Regions from separate parts of the Zea mays genome. Here regions 1 and 2 are each linked to region 3. Evidence: chromatin contacts called from public Hi-C data. All regions are on one chromosome and are shown on one strand. The core of a region is the stretch at or near the end of the contact, and the rest is flanking DNA. Distances in the headings are between cores, read along the strand shown.

The links. Hi-C and Micro-C count contacts between places; a contact is called where the count stands out from the background.
Region 1: a Hi-C map of bundle sheath shows a contact between it and region 3, with 2.9 times the contacts expected there. The contact joins the promoter of LOC100282984 here to the promoter of LOC103629531 in region 3. A contact is called at or near these places in 3 of 25 Hi-C or Micro-C datasets (bundle sheath, endosperm and leaf mesophyll).
Region 2: a contact with region 3 is called in a Hi-C map of leaf, with 5 times the contacts expected there. The contact joins the promoter of LOC100191199 here to the promoter of LOC103629531 in region 3. A contact is called at or near these places in 2 of 25 Hi-C or Micro-C datasets (endosperm and leaf).

Annotation. Positions count from the first base shown.
Region 1 is chr6:88,363,441-88,367,034 of Zm-B73-REFERENCE-NAM-5.0, reverse strand. LOC100282984 reads right to left here and starts at 2,334. Exons shown (of 4, transcript NM_001155888.1): 1 at 2,264-2,334; 2 at 1,597-2,113; 3 at 474-659. The coding sequence starts at 2,082.
Region 2 is chr6:88,379,708-88,383,731 of Zm-B73-REFERENCE-NAM-5.0, reverse strand. LOC100191199 (putative serine/threonine protein phosphatase superfamily protein) reads left to right here and starts at 1,624. Exons shown (of 3, transcript NM_001136634.1): 1 at 1,624-1,978; 2 at 3,404-3,963. The coding sequence starts at 1,801.
Region 3 is chr6:89,114,347-89,117,941 of Zm-B73-REFERENCE-NAM-5.0, reverse strand. It overlaps LOC103629531 (ethylene-responsive transcription factor RAP2-9), which reads right to left and starts at 2,221. Exons shown (of 3, transcript XM_008650628.4): 1 at 850-2,221; 2 at 694-767; 3 at 1-613. The coding sequence starts at 2. LOC118472198 (a long non-coding RNA gene) reads left to right here. Exons shown (of 2, transcript XR_004850207.1): 1 at 1-309; 2 at 2,217-3,595.

The DNA.
Region 1 (3,594 bases), core at 1,085-3,584, 750 kb after region 3:
GACTCAACTGATGCAAACAGATGTCCAGAAATGAAAGGAAGGATTCATGCAACAACATTTGCTGGACTATTAGCACTGTCTATTGCTGAAGCAGCCCTAGTATACATACTGTCTTTATTCTTTTGTCCCCACAAACAAAACTTTTCAACTCGATCATGCATTTTGTACGATTAACTTGACAAGGAATTACGCATCCGTTAGTCAGATCTTTGACGACCTTTGAGGCTTTGATGCGATGGATGGGACAAATATGGATGGAATTATGGATAGAAAGGTGAAGCACATGAGAAATGTTTCGCTAGTGGAGTTTCTCTTAAATGAATGGCGAAGTTAATAGAGAGGTAAAAAGGAAGAGATTCGGCTCCTCGCGCAGTTTACTCTCTCGACACGAGGCAGAGCAGTATCATCAGTCAATGCGAGGACAGCACTTAAAAGCGGCTATTAAATAGGCCAAGGACGGAGGATGGATATACCTGACCGACTGCTATTGGGATCTCTGAATACATCAGGTGGATGGGGCCAGAAGTGACATGAATTCCAAACATTGTGGCAGGGTTGTAGACAGCTATGTGCAGAGAGCAGTTTGTTGTGACCAATTTTGTTGGAACGCCGCTGTGGTCCGTGCCTTCACCCGCGTAGAAGTCGTCCATCACCAAGCTCTGCACAAAACACAAGCGAGAGAAGTTCGTGGTTCAGGCCAGAAATCTGTGGCTGTGGCAAACACCACGCTCAGATCTACGGAAACGAAGTTTTGCCATGCCAAATAGTGCGAATCATAAACGCGTGTTGATCATCGAAGCGATTTTGTTTTCTTGCAAAATGCAGCCCCAAAAGTCAGCATGCTAAATGCAGTGCCACTGCCAGCCAGCAACATCCCATCAGAGATCTCATTATTAATCTGCAATGAGACTTGGTATATTTGACTTTTATTCAGTCTTCAGTGAGGTCCATTGTTTAAGACCTGGGGAACTGGAGATATAAAACAGATATTCGTTTATGATTCCATCAGATCTCATTATTAATTAGTTTATGATTCTGCAGATATAAAACAGACATTGGTTTCATTTTCAGAGGAACTGGAAAATGTTGGCACAAAGAAACCAGTCTGTTATTATACAGTAAAAAGAGCATCAACTGAACTTATACAATTCGAAGTCATGAACCAATCTATACTCCAACTAGAGCTTAACAAGCTACCGCAAAATTAGCCCCCCCGGGTTCACCACTTACTCGCAACCGCAATATCTGAGCAACAAAACCAAAATCACACCCACACCCAGCTTGCAATTGTAAAATCCCAATCTGCATTGCTGTCTTGTTCCTCATTAGTGTCCAACATATCACTGTCCAACTGAGCCACCAATCAATTGGATGGTGATGTAACCCATCTCGCCTACCGCTGGAACCGTGGGACATCAGACATGAGTCAAATTTAGTAACTAGCGGTCAATTACTCGGTTTAGGGATTAGATAGGAAACAACCAAACAGAGAGGAAGAGGAACGACTATTATCCCATAAACTGAAGAAGAAGAAGAAGTGAACTGAGGTTGCTCAGACTCCAATTTAGGGGTGGACGTGGAACTAATTGTGTATACCTTGACGATGACCTCGGGCTCGTACGGCCGGGCGGCGCCCCAGATGATGAGGCAGAAGACGGTGAAGAGGAGGACGAAGGTGAGGAAGCCGAGTATGATCTGGCAGCGGCGGGAGAGGCCGCTATCGCCGGCGAGGTCCTCGTACGGGCCCTCCTCCTCGATGACGTTGCACTCGGGCCACCCCTTGTCGTTGAGCACCTTGCGGTCCCCGGCGGCGCCCTTGCGGAGGTTGCCGGAGAAGCGGCTGACGGAGGAGGAGCGGGAGTGGCGGCCGTAGGAGGGGTGCGACGGCGACTCGTTGGGGCTGTTGTAGACCGGCGTGGGCTGCATCGACGAGGACTTGTAGCCGCCGTCGTGCGACTCCCGCGACGGGCTCTGCACGTAGTAGCCGCCGTTGCCGGCGGCGCCGCCGCCCCGCTTCGGCGACCGAGGCGGCGACGACGCCGCCAGGCTCGTCACGTCCGACTCCGACTTGGCGTGCATCATGTCCGTCCGCTTCCCTCCCACGGTTCCTTCCCTAGCCAAACCAAAACCAAAACCAACAGCAGCACACACGATCAGAGGCAGAACAGCGCCGGCACACGCGGTTTTGGCAGGGGTTGTCCGATCCGATCCAAACACACACGGCTCAGTCGGAAATGGAATGCCTCCGTCGTTCTACACGCACCTGCGCGAAGCGGGCGCGTGTACGAGCGAGCGAGCGAGCAGCGTGAGTGCTAAGTGGTGGACGTGGACTTGGGGCGCAGGGGCAGGGGAGGTGGAGCAGAGGCACAGGCACAGAACTCGCGCTCCTGGGCCTGGATGGCTGGCTGGACAGTGGACACCGCACTGGCAGGCGGCCGCACTAAAAGAGGTGGAGGCGGAGAGCGAGCAGTGACGCACGGAAAGGCCAGGGAACTTCCCTTGGGATCCGCTGCGGCGGGAGACACCGTGGCCAGTAGGGAGCGAAGGCCGCGTGGTGGTGGGACACGGAGCGGGATGGAGCACGGGCACGGCAGCGGGGTGCCGGGTACGTGGGCGACTGGACACTGGAGTGTCGGCAGCGAGTGGGGACGGTGGAGAGGAATGTGTGTGTGGCGCAGGCCACAGGCACAGGGGACCCATGTCTCTCGTCTTGGAGTTTGAGATCGCATTTTTGAAAAGATTTTTGTACGAAAATTTGTTGAATCCCGGGCATGTTTGTCGAATGAGTGCTGCTGGCACGTTGGATTGGATGACTTCTTTCGCTCACTTGCTGTCAAACGGTTTGTGTCGTACGCTCGTCCGGCAGGGTACTAACTACTAATGCCGAGCACGGTTGTCCTGAGCTTTGCAACTCTGTAGGAGGCCTGGTACATCACCCAAAGCACCAAAGTGTCGATTGCCATTCGTTTACACGTAGTAGCTAGTTCATTAACGTCTCATCTTCAATTTTAAACTTTACTTTTATGAAGATTATAAAAAAACATCCCGAGCTCTCTGGAAGACGCGCATCAAAAGTCCAGAGAGAACTGTCATTAACAAGACCTTACAGATCTCTTAATACATCCTTCATTTAGTTGCCCTTATATGTATGAGGGCTAAGTAGCCGTCTTTACGGTCTTGGCGTTTCTGTCAAGTAACGAACGAACATTTCTACACGGATGATTGGCCTGGCCCAGTCAATCAGGCATGGATCCGGACTGGACGGATGGGATTCCTTCTGGTAAAGCTAGCCCATCGGCGTGTGTCGGTCGTGTCAGCTTGTGACTTTGTCGATGGATGCCGTTTTCTTTCTTTCTTTCTTTTCTTTTCGAGCTTTGTCGAGCGTCTTTAATATTAAATCCTCCCTTATGTGATTGCGACTGCCCGCCTCCACAGTCCACACCATTTAAAACGTACTGGATCTTTGCAGAAAGGAGAACAGCACCGACAAAAAAACGCTATATATATTAGAGAAAGTTTACAATAAAACGTTTGTTTGGTTGGTTAGTTGAGAGGAAAACTAACACAAACGTTTCTTTCTTTTCTGTGTTGCGT
Region 2 (4,024 bases), core at 375-2,874, 730 kb after region 3:
TTTCATTAAGGATGTTAATACATATAAATACTAGTTAAAACTGTATTTATAGCACCCACTCATAAATTCACCATTTATGACTCACAATAATAGCTATAATTGAATTAATAAGTATTTACGCGTTTAGGATGTATTTAAGGTGTGATAAGTGCGATGTGTTAATGTGTATGTAATGGTGTATGTTTATGTAATGGTGCATGTTTATTTATTGGTGTATGTTTTCTCTTTGTATGGCAACATACGACGTTATTAGAAGCTGATTTTGTGGTAGAGGATTCGAATACGTTCGAGGACGACCCGCAAGACGCTTTTGAGCAAGGCAAGTGGATTCTCCCTCTGCATATTCTTGTTGTACCCACTCATTGCATATAATAAAGTTTACTTTTTGATATACTGCATAATTTGATGGGTTTTACCTAATTAAGGATTTCCTAGATTTACCAACTGTATTCCTTGTTTACCCTGAGAAATTATTAAGCTTTGCAAATTTGTGCTACCGCTCAACTTAATGATTTTAATGTCACTCATTAATTGGTATAATGTTCCAAAATTGAAATTGGCAATTATGACATTAACCCGATGGTTAACGCAACATTATTTCAAATTAATTGGAACATGGAGCGGCCACCCAGGATAACAGTGCAACCACGAGTGCTATCATGGCTCTGGCTTTGGTAATTAGCTTTATATGCTTAGTACCTAGCAACCTTACCTGAAATATGGGCAAGAGGGGGTGCGGTAGGTGTTGGCAGCCCACGTTAACATGAGGATGTATTCTTGGCTAAGGTACCTCACTCAGGGGGCCACCACCATCGTCTTTAGAAACCTTAGTGGGTTGCTTCGTATTAAGTGTATTTTGTGAAAGCCTCATAATGGATCCCTAGCCATTCACCTCGGCAGTGTTTAAGGGTCCGATCAACCCGGGCTAGATGGGATGCATGGCTTGTGGGTAAAGTTGTACCACCTCTGCAGAGTGTAAAACTGATATATCAGCCGTGCTCCCGGTTATGAGCGACCTGGACTCCTCACATGATAATTGAACTTGAAGATGGAATTAAATTGAAATCCGATGATCTGCCAATGATTTGCTTAAGTGATTTCACTTAAGTGTTTTTGTTATATTCATATTCCTTTGATTAAATGAGATACTTGTGATTCACACTTATTAGTAAGACAAATGTTGTTAATAAAATATTGACCAGCTAAAATGCTTACTGCTCAACCTTGGCCTCATCTTGTTATACCTGCATTAATTTTTTCCCCACTTGCTGAGCTCTGACCATAATTGAGCTCACCCTTGCTAATATTTTGATCAAAGGGTGATGCTGGAGACTTTGATGGAGATTTTGACGACAATGAATTCTAAGTCTAACGATACGCCGGTCATCTTCCTGTGGGAGATTGTCCCTGTTATTTAAATTTCGCTTTACTTTGATGTGATACTTGTTAAAGATACAATGTTTCAGATAATGTAATAAAGTATTCTAATCTCTTTACACCTTTATTACATTGTCTTTTGATATATTACACTTGTGACGTCAATATATGTGTAAAATGGATCATGACACATATGTATGCCCTCGTTATACCCCTAGAACCGGCTGTGACAAGACTTCCAGGCTTCCAGCCATCCCTTCTACGCTCTCCCCGTTCCCGTGTCGTCCTCCCGACAAAGAGGGAGCCGCTAGGGTTTAGCGGCTTCCGCGTCTGGGCGAGGGCTTACCCGCGAGGGACGGCGCGACGCGGCGGCACTTGAGCTAGGGTTTAACCCTCCGATCCCGTTCCTTTCCCGGCGAGGCGATGGACGAGGCGGCGATTGACGACTTGATCCGGCGGCTCCTCGAGGCCCGCGGCGGGCGCACCCCGCGCAACGCGCAGGTGACTGACGCCGAGATCCGGCGCCTCTGCGCCACCGCCAAGGACGTTTTCCTCTCCCAGCCCAACCTCCTGGAGCTCGAGGCCCCCATTAAGATATGCGGTAAGAGCTCCCTCCCGACAACCCTGGTATGCGACTAAGCGTGCTAGCCTGTTAGGTCTGCTAGCCTGTTAGGCTGATATTTACCATATTTTCTCTCTATCCTTAGTGTAGTCTGTTAAAAATCATTGGGAGAACTGCAAGAACACATCTCTAGTCATTTTGGAATTTGAAATTTGGAGTCTGCCATACAATTTATTTATTTATAGCATTTACATCCAGAAGAGCCTGCTCCTCGCTGTGGCATTCTGGTCTCTGTCTACAAAGTTCATTATAACAAAAGCAAGTTGGACATATGTTATATATTGTCATATTTTCATATGACATTATATCATGCTAAACTGCTCAAGGTTGCAGATTAGAGAGAAAAGTGAGCTTGAGTGGCAGGAAAAAGTATTCTTTGAAACTTTAATCACTAACTTGCAGGCTAGTATGTTGGTGGTTATCTCATGAGCATTTTGTGGTTGCCCAATAAAAGTAAAGTGGCGAAGAAAATACATATCAGGGAGACTGATTCGAAGGAAAAAAATTTGTGGTAGTGTGAATAACTTAATTTGTTGTGTTCACATAGTTTGTCTATTTTTATTGGTCACATAGAGGAACTATCCCTTGACACAGATAACCATGACATATTGTGTAGATCTATACTTTCTGCAGCGTAGCATCCTTTCATAACACAATTGCTAAAAATGGCTTACCTTGCCAAGTCAACAAGTATTCATAATGTTTGGTTCAAGATGAAATTGTGTGAGTGCTATGCTATTTACCCTCTGTACTAGACATAAATGTGTCGAAACTCAATGGGAGGGTCATCACCCCTAGTCAGTAATCATGTTGCATGTTTAATATTTGCCAACCATGTGGAACTATTTTGTCTTGTGAAACTTGTGCTAAGTTCTGTTAACACCATACTGCAAATATTATATTTGGTTTCTTTGTTGGGGCAGCTGAGGCTTGCTGTCCAAAGGACATTCTTTCTAATTTCATTTTGCTATTTGAATTTTCTTTCATCTAGTTTATGGTGGTATTGGTACTGTCATATACTCTCTCCATCTTGAAGTATAAGTTATAAAAATGCATTCCATAATTTTTCTCATATGGCTTATATGATGTCAGAAATATTACTGTTCCTTTTTATAAATTTGGTCAGACTTGAGACGGGTTGACTTAAGATAAATGAAAATACAATATATTTCAGGACGGATGGAGTAAATAATAGCTACCTTTACACTGGTAGCAGTTATAGAAGTACAAAGATTATTTAGTGTGCTAAGTCGACTAGCAGATATTGCATTGCCATATAGTTAGCCGCATTGCAGTAACCCTTGATGTTAGTGCATGCTCTGTAAACTTGTCAACTAACAATTTGCGATGTACATTGATGCATATTGTGGATAACGATAACCATTTAACTTCTTTGCTATGCAGGGGATGTCCATGGCCAGTATTCAGACCTCCTTCGATTATTTGAGTATGGTGGCTATCCACCAGATGCAAATTATCTGTTCCTGGGTGACTATGTTGATCGGGGGAAACAGAGCATAGAAACAATATGCCTTCTCTTGGCGTACAAGATAAAGTACCCAGAAAACTTCTTTCTTCTCAGGGGAAACCATGAATGTGCCTCGATCAACCGGATATATGGGTTTTTTGATGAGTGTAAGAGGAGATTCAATGTGCGTATCTGGAAGATATTCACTGAGTGTTTTAACTGCCTCCCAGTGGCTGCACTTATTGACGATAAGATCTTTTGCATGCATGGGGGGTTGTCTCCTGAGCTAAAGAACATGGATCAAATACGTAACATTTCTCGTCCTGTGGATGTTCCTGACGTTGGTCTTCTATGTGATCTGTTATGGTCGGACCCTGATAAAGAGATTGTTGGGTGGGGTGAGAATGACAGGGGTGTTTCCTACACCTTTGGAGCTGACATAGTTGCTGAGTTTCTTCAGAAACATGATCTAGATTTGATCTGCAGGGCTCACCAGGTATTCATTATCTTATACACATTTCTTGTAAGTAAGAACAGTTTTTCATGGTTGTGATAAT
Region 3 (3,595 bases), core at 972-3,471:
ATCCCGCGGTTGGGCAGCAGCAGTTTGCCGCGGCGGCGGCGGGGGTGGTGGTGGTCGTGGCCCTCGTGGTAGAGATGGCAACGGGTCGGGTTCGGGTCGGGTGGAGAAAAAACCCACCCGCGACCGCACCCGCGGAATAAGCCCAAACCCGCCCGCGACCACACCCGCGGGTGAAATCCCACACCCGCACCCGCACCCGTCGGGTTTCGGGTGGGTTTCGGGTCCCCGTCGGGTGTGCGTGCTGTGACCAGCAGACCGGCTGACGCCAGGTGAAGGCCCACTGGCCCAGCAGCAAAAAACAGTTCACAGGTAATAATCTTAGACAAAACAGCAACATTGCAACAATAAATTCATGTCTCAAACTGAAATGGTACCAGCATCATTACATGATTACATCAGTCTCACAATAATAACAGCAGTAACATGAATACATGATACATATGAGAATAAGTTCATGCCTATGTGTCAAACACAAATAGTTCACAGGTCCACAGCATTAATGCATTATACACCAAGCCAATAGCGGTAGGAATAACATAACACATAGAGACCAATTCAATATTGCACCAACAGCAACACTCAACCATTGTAGAATACAAGAATCTGCTTCATCCTAGCAAAAAGTAGTCAATCAAATGTTAGTATTCAGTAAACCAAAACTAAGAAATTAGATATTAAGGAACTCAATGTTACCATTTCTTCATCCTCCAAACAAATCACTTGGTCAAGCTTCAACTTCAATCAACTATGGTAGAATCTGCTTCATCCTAACAAGAAAAATAGACAATTAAATGATAGTATTCATTAAATCAAAAGTAAGAAAATAAATGTTAAGAAACTCAATGTTACCATTTCTTCTTCTTCATCCTCCAAACATGTCATTAGAGCATTCACAAAACAGGATTGATCGCCTAACATGTTAGCACGAGACCAAGCTTGCATACACATCAATCCTTCAACTGTTTTTGGTGCTAGTCTACTTCGATGTGGGCTTATTACTCTTCCCCCAGTGCTGAATACAGACTCAGATGCAACAGTTGTGACTGGAATTGCCATGATATCTCGAGCAATCTTTCTCAAAGTGGGGTACTTGATCCCTGCATATTGCCACCAATTAATTATGTCTAGCTCTTGAGTTCTTGGCAGTGTTGGCTCCTCCAAATATAAATCCAACTCAGTGCGCACAAAAGATGAACAATCAGGTTCTTCCGACAAGAATTTATCAAAGATTCCAAACATCAAGTCATCTCCTTCGTTGGGGGCCCTACAGCCCCTACTAGATGCACCTACAGCATCTGTTGTTGCCATGCCCTCCATAGATTCTTGATATTCTAACACCAACTCATACAACAAATTTTTGACTCTACACACTTCATCGTCTGTAGTTGGACTTTCTTCCCCATAAATGGTGCTATAAAAAGCTTTCATGAACTTCAATTTGTACCTAGGATCTAAAACAGTGGCTACTTCCATAAGCCCATGTACATCTGTCCAATACTTCTTAAACTTATCTTTCATCAAGACAGACATCTCTTCTACCTTTGGAATGGCACTAGTTCTCCATTTATCAATGGCCAAATAAATTCCACAAATTTTGGGGAAAAAAAGATTAGCTGTTACATAACTAGTGCCTGACAATAGCTCAGTTGCATCAAAAAATATTTTCAGCCTACCACAAAGCTCCCTAGCAAACTCCCAATCATCTGTTGTTGGCTTAAAATGAGCACAAAGCTTCTCTTTACTTGCAAGTCGATCAAAAACTGATTGGTATTCTAATGCAATGCTAAGCATAACGTAGGTTGAATTCCATCTTGTCTTACAATCTAGAGTTATCCTTCTACCATATTTAATATTCATTTGATTTGCTGTCCGTTCAAAACGTTCATGCCTTTTTGGCGTGGCACACCAAAACCCAACACTATCACGTATTCTTTCAACACCCTTTTCCATAACAGTCATGCCATCTTTCACGATGAGATGACCACGCAAGTGATTAGTACCGGCTCTACTATCTCCAACTAGTAGCTTTTTACACCAAGTGCATTCAGCTTTCATTTTACCCCCAACTGTTACTTGTTCAAATTCAAGCCACACATCAGATTTCAGCTTCCTTTTGCATCCAACTTGTACATTATCATCATCATCATTTACGACCACATGTTCTGTACCTTCTGATGGTGGAGCTTGAACACTTGAAGATGGCATTTCATTTGCAGCAGCACTCGTCGGTGTAGCTGCACTTGAGGAACCTCCTGCAACCACAGCACTGCTCTTTGTGGGAACTTGACGACTGCTCCTGCTCGGCCTCGAAGCACCTTGGTCAGACATCAGACTCTGCAATTTACAAATTAGAGCTGCTCAAGTCAAGCTGTGCAAGGGCCAAGGGACATGCTCACGGCTCACCTCACCTACAAGGATAGGAACCTCGTACGTGGTGGGAGCAGGCTGCGCCGCTGGCCGCTGCAGTCGGACTCCGGTGGTCCTGGGGAGTGCCGGAGTGGGGAGTGCCGGTCCTAGATAGTGGAGACTTGGACTCCTGGCTTGGCCTCGGACGCTCGGTGGCTCCTAGGGATGCGTCCTCCTCCGGTGGTCCTGGGGATCCGGCAGGAGCAGGATGCGGCGGCCCTGGGGATGCGTCCTCCGGTGGTGGTGACGGCGGAGGGGGTGGCCGGGGTGGGGCGGGCAGCGGCGGGCGGATCTATCGTGGCCGCGGCCGCCTGGAGCCCTGGACGCCTGGTGCAGTGGTGCTAGCCTGCTAATCTGCTATGGCGGCCGGTTGGGGACTTGGGGTTGAGGGATTTGGGTTTTTCTCAGGGCCCACTGGAATACAAACTGGATGCGCACGGGACTTGGGCGGGTGGCCGGCTGCAACTCTGCGCTTCGGGCGTAGCTCCGGGTTCCGGGTGACCCGCGGGCGAAAATCAAAACCCGCACCCGCACCCGTAATGCTTCGGGTCGGGTTTGGGTCTAACCCGTGGGTGGATTTTTACACCCGAACCCGAACCTGACGGGTGCAAAACCCGACGGGGCCCGAACCCGCGGGTGAAATTGCCATCCCTACCTCGTGGGCGCTGCTTGGCTTGCTACTGGTCTGCGTGTATCTCTTCTCTTTCCCTCTTTCTCTTGCGCCTATGAGCGGTGGGGGTATATAAATAGTTGGGATTAGGCGAACGGCCAGGTGGGGATTAGGCGTGGGGGCGTGACTGGGTGGGTGGGATGGCGATTAGGGCGTGTGCGTGGCGGGATTTTTCGCGGGCGCGAGTCGGTGCGCACGGCTGTGGGCTGCCTGGTGTGTGGCGACAGGGACGGCCGGCGCTTGCGCGCTGTGAGTGTGTGACGGTGACTATGAGCTTATCGCCAGGGAGTTTTTAGCAGAGTAAACTAGTCGCTCGTTAGGTTTTGGTGTGACAGGTGCGGTCATTAGTGCGCTCGATATAATTGATGGTCGGTGCGCACTGGGAACGCCGTGATGCAACATGGAATCTTGATATGGCACGCTCAGTTCTGTCTGAACGCCGCAAAAGCTACGAGGGGTGGACATGTACAGGTACAGCGACAAACGATGGCAACGCAAGTAGGCGTCGATGCCAGCTTT